Linked DNA regions of Gossypium hirsutum: region 2 is linked to region 1. Evidence: chromatin contacts called from public Hi-C data. All regions are on one chromosome and are shown on one strand. Each heading gives the region's core, a stretch centred on a gene start, on an enhancer-like site or on the middle of the called end of the contact. The rest is flanking DNA. Distances are from core to core; before and after follow the strand shown. Region 1 holds the start of LOC107954681 (ethylene-responsive transcription factor-like protein At4g13040). Region 2 holds the start of LOC107954673 (galacturonosyltransferase 8).

Region 1 (2,700 bases), core at 15-2,514:
AAACTTAGACAAAGAACAAAGAAATTTCCCAGATGTTAATAAACTTTTGCTATCATTTATTACAGCCAACCAAAATTACTTGGTACGGAATTTGGTTGGCTGAAATAGAAACAGCTGGTTTTTCATCACCAAGTACGTTTGATTTCAATAATACTACAAGATAATAAGGGATTCAAGGGCTAAATAGCTTGCACGGATTAGATTTCTGAAAACAGACAACAGATTTGATGCTGGTTAAACAGAAATCAATCGTAGATGGAATTGAAAAATAATATGAACAAACCAATGAAAATACCATGAAACGTGGTTTTCACTTCTAAAAGCTAGCTAGCCTCAAGATAAGGGGGCAATGTGACATAAAGTCAGCCATAATTTTCTTTTTTCTTTTTTAGGTGAAGAAAAGAGATGAATTCATCATAATTTGCATAAAGTAAAAGCCAAAACTTTCATCATGTGAAACTAACAAAGTTGTCCAGTAAGTCTGGCTGATAGAAAACCCAATTATCACTCCGTGGAAAAACAAGTCAACCCCACCAACCTACCACCTTTCATGGAAGCAGATGCAGTGAAAATACAAGACAAAACACAAAACCCAAACTCCAAAACACACAAAAATTCAAGGAGGAAAAGGGAAAAAGCCAAAAATGGCGACAGGGAACCCATAGCCAGGAAACGCAGAAAACCCACCCATTACAAGGAAGAAGATAAATAAACCCCAGAACAAAAAGTCATTTATTTGGTACCTGAGAAAGGAGAAAGAAAAGGTGGTAGTCGGGACAGCGCAGAAACCGAGGAAAACAGAGAGAGAAAGACAATTTTATTAAGGTTGAACCTAAAATCTGGTAAAAGAAAACAAAAAGAAAGGTTAAAAAAAACTCAGGATCCTTAGGTGTTACGAGAAGGATCAAGGAAAGGAGATGGTGGTGAAATAAGAGAAAGAGTGAGGAAAGAACGGAAGGGAGAAATAAGAAAGATGAGAGATTTCAACAAGTTTGTGTTGGTGTGGTGGTGGCTCATGCATCTACCACTACCACCTTTTGTTTGTTTCTTTTTTTTTTTTAATTTTATTTATTTATTTCAGTTTGTGAGGTGAAAGCTCATTTTGTTTTCTATGAAAGGGTGGTGAAGCTGCCTGCTGTTGAATGCTGAAAATCAATCAACAACAATAAAACAAAACAAATCAAAGCAAGGCCAAGTCTTGGGGAGAGAGAGAGAGAGAGAGAGAGAGAGAGGAGGGGGTTTGAATATGTGGAGGCCTACGTATCCTCTGTATTGGGTGTACCTTTTGAAGAGTTTTGGTCATTAGTCGGCTATGGTTCCAATATTAACCCCTCTAATTTAATCTCTTCGGTTTTTTTTCCTTTTTAATTTAGAATTATATTTCTTTTTTAAAATAGATTTTTTTTCACTTTCTTTGTTATATATACTTTATTATTATTAAGTGTATCTCTATTAGAATAAGAAATTTGATATAGATTAAAATTTTAATATTTATTATTAGTAGAATTTTATATAATTGGTTAAATTCCACTATTAGATATGTATTTGTAAATAGTAATTTCAATGTCTCTACTTTAATTTGATTTGGGGTGAAAATTATCTGTTTAATTGAAATAATCAAAATAATTAAACTAGATTAATCAAATTTTTTTGATTTAATTGATTTTTGATTAATTGGTTACCTATATCGATTTAAACGGTTAATTCGATTTAGTTTTAGTTTTAAAAATCTAAACCAAGATAACCAAATAAACTAATTTTTTAAAACATTAAAACATAAATTTATAATTATATGTATACCCAAGTAACCAAGCACAACCCAAAAATAAAAAATCAAACCCAACCCAACCCAAATATAAATCTAGCCCAAAAACTAAATATAAACTAAAAATCCAAACCTAAACCCAAACCCAATTTAATTTTAATTACAATTATATTATTTACATAATTAATTTATTTTTAAAAAATAAATATCTAAAACTAAACAAAACGAGGTTCGGCTTTTACATTTCTTTTAATTTCTCCTCTTCCTCGTCCCAAATCTGAAAAAAAAAAAAAATCGCCAACACCAGCCCCTCTTCAAGTCAGCAGACCGACGGTCGATGCCCCTTTTCAACTCTCCTCTGTTCGACGGTCGACGCTCGAGCTTGACGTCTCACACACGTGCACCAGTCACCATCATCGTTGGCAGATTCATTCATCTCATTGCACGGTAAGATAGTTTAACTTAATTTTCTTTTTTTATGTATTTATTTCTTTTATTTCTCTAAATACTTTCTCTGCTGCAAATTTTGATGGTTGTCGACAAAGAGAGAATGTTTTTGTCGGTTTTAGCTTAGTTGCGTCTTAGCTCATTGACTTTTGTGCGTAGTGCTCTCTTTTTTTCTACCATCGATTCCACTTTGTTTCCCTTAACTTCAACGTGAATTACTTATTCTAGTGAACCCCATAGCTCGAATCTGCTAGTAAAAGTGGGAAAAGAAACTAGGTTAATTAAAAAAATAACTATAAAAATTGATAAACCGTACCGAATCGACTGATTTGGTTATTTCAGTTTTACACATAAGTTCAGTTTGGTTAATTCTTTTACAACAAAAATTTTGATTTATGCGGTTATTGTCATAAAATAACCGAATAGATCGAATGCACACTTTTTATGGTATTTTTCATTTTCGAACCAAAACCTGAATATAACCTCGA
Region 2 (2,700 bases), core at 78-2,577, 180 kb after region 1:
CAATAGTTTCCCCCTAGCTGGCAAAACCTTTCCCAAAATTGCCCCATCAGATCCCTTAATTCCAGTGCTACCATTTAAAGCAGTACATTTGATCCCTTCAACCTCATCGTAATTTTTGCTCAGAACGCTGAACCTTGATCCTTCGGCCCTCGCATCAATGCTGTCGACAATTTCCTTCGTTGCCGTCAAGGGCCTCCGTCGTGATTTGCGTTCCACCAGCATCTATGTCCCAAATTGATCCTCTTTGTCACTACCATGTGCTATAGCATCTTTGTTGGAGCTCCTATCCGTAATCCCTCCTTGAGCCACTGTATCATTGTCGAGATTCTCAACCGTAACCCCTTCAGTTGTTTCTCCTTTCTCAAGCCTATGCAGACATGCATCACAAGAGTGTCCGAATCTCCCACACCCGAAGCACACCAAAGACATAGATTCCTATTCCACACGTTGAACTATTCGTCCATTTGCAATTTTGAAACGAGCAATTTCCCAAGGTCAATATAAACCGCAAGTCTCGCAAACTACCTCATAGACTTATTGTCGGTATTGCGGGCTATCTTTGCAACCGGGCCAATTATGCTTCCAATGAATTTTAGAAGGCTTATCGTGTACATGCCCTCCGGCAGCCGAAGCAATTTGATCCAAACCAACAAACTAGTGGGAAACTCTTGATCTGTTGTGAACGAAGGTGCCCACGGCCTTACAGTGAGATATTGGCCAAAAATTGTCCAAGGACCTCCCGACACCGCATGAAGGTATTCATCATCATCCTGAAAATTAACCAAAAAATAATCGTTCTCTAAGTCAATAACTTGTAATGACTGCTTAGTTTTCCAAATAGCTTGCAATCTATTGGTCATGGTAATGTATGAAATTTTCCTTCCCAACAATTTGACGACCATAGTCCGGACCATGCACTTCGCAATAAATTGATAAACTTGTTCGGAGAAAGTGACGGAAGGGATGCAATCAACGATTTTTTTTTTGCATCACCCTCAAGTAACTCGAAGTCTTCTTCATTCTACAGATTAATCCTTTCAACTGTGGTAACTAAAAGCTTATTTTTCCATGACACCGTTTGAACATCATTCGAGACCACTTTCATACTTTTGTCGTTAACAATAGGATTGTCCGGATTCGGTGGATCCTCCGACCTCCACCTAACCTTTTTTGCGGATCTCCTACCATTGTCTCCCACTGAAGCTGTATCACCCTTCCCAGATTCCATTTCAATTTGAGCTGATTTACCCGTTATTAAGAAACACGAAAAATCTAATAAGCAATTGAAATTGATAAGTAAATGAAAAAACTTAGGGAGTGACAGTCAGACGGGATTCCGCGTTTCCTGCTAGCCAGATTCCAAGTGGCAGCTATCACTCAAATTAGCTAAACGAAAATCACAGCCGTTGATCTCCCCCGTACATTTTCTAATTGATCTCTCTCTCTCCATCTAGGTAAAAAGAAATGAAAAACACACACACACACTCACACTCGCAAACAATTAAAGAGTGAGCGACTGCCACTGCCATACCACCATCACCAAATTCGTTATCCTCTCAACTTTCCTTATCATTATCCTTTTGTTTCTGTTTTTCATTTCGATGCGCCGGTGATTGATCTGAAAGATGGCAAATCACCAACGTACATCAAGAATCGGCGTCGGCGGCGGAGGCCCAATGTTTGGAGGTTTTGGCTTTACTGTTAGACTATTGGCTTCTGCCATTACTGTTGCACTCTGTTTCTTCTTTCTTCTTTCTTTTTTCTTCACTTCCCACTCTCATTCTCCTCATCTCCAAACCAACTTTGTAAGTCCTAACTAACTAACTTTATTGGCTCGACATTTAATTTCACTCTTTTTCGATTCTAAGATCAATTAAAAGATGAGAAATGCACATTTCCAGGGTGACTGATTAAACGACGTTGTTTTTTCTTCTATTTCTTTTGGTGTTTTTAGGGTTTCTCCACTGGAATTGGATCCACAAGGAGGTCCGTTTTGGCACTCAAATCCGATCCGCTCAAGCCCCGGCTGGACCAGATCCGGAAACAAGCCGACGACCACCGCTCTCTTGTCCTCGCCTACGCCTCCTACGCTCGAAAGCTAAAGCTCGAAAACTCGAAGATCGTTAGGGTTTTTGCTGATCTATCTCGAAACTACTCGGATCTCATTAGCAAACCATCCTATCAGGCTCTCTTCGAAACCGATTCGCTCTCCATCGACGAGCCCTTGCTACGACAGTTCGAGAAAGAAGTCAAAGAGCGAATCAAAGCCACGCGCCAAATGATCTCGGAAGCCAAGGAATCTTTCGATAACCAGTTGAAGATCCAGAAACTAAAAGACACCATCTTTGCTGTCAACGAGCAACTGACCAAAGCCAAAAAGCAAGGCGCATTTTCCAGCCTTATCGCCGCTAAATCGATCCCAAAAAGCTTACATTGTTTGGCAATGAGGTTGATGGAGGAACGAATCTCGCATCCGGACAAATATACAGATGAAGGGAAACCAATGCCTCCGGAATTCGAGGATCCGAAGCTTTACCATTACGCTATCTTTTCTGATAACGTTCTTGCTGCATCCGTGGTGGTGAATTCAGCCACGAAGAACGCGAAAGAGCCATGGAAACATGTTTTCCATGTGGTGACGGACAAGATGAATCTTGGGGCAATGCAGGTTATGTTCAAATTGAAAGATTATAATGGAGC

Evidence for each region. A called contact is a pair of places that touch in the nucleus more often than the background predicts.
Region 2: a Hi-C map of hypocotyl shows a contact between it and region 1, with 5 times the contacts expected there. The contact joins the promoter of LOC107954673 here to the promoter of LOC107954681 in region 1. A contact is called at or near these places in 12 of 34 Hi-C or Micro-C datasets (anther, callus, fibers and 3 more).

What each region holds. Positions count from the first base shown.
Region 1 is chrD07:31,257,395-31,260,094 of Gossypium_hirsutum_v2.1, forward strand. LOC107954681 (ethylene-responsive transcription factor-like protein At4g13040) reads right to left here and starts at 1,265. Exons shown (of 7, transcript XM_016890308.2): 1 at 744-1,265. It overlaps LOC107954680, which reads left to right and starts at 1,987. Exons shown (of 4, transcript XM_041096539.1): 1 at 1,987-2,212.
Region 2 is chrD07:31,440,659-31,443,358 of Gossypium_hirsutum_v2.1, forward strand. LOC107954673 (galacturonosyltransferase 8) reads left to right here and starts at 1,328. Exons shown (of 3, transcript XM_016890300.2): 1 at 1,328-1,805; 2 at 1,955-2,700. The coding sequence starts at 1,626.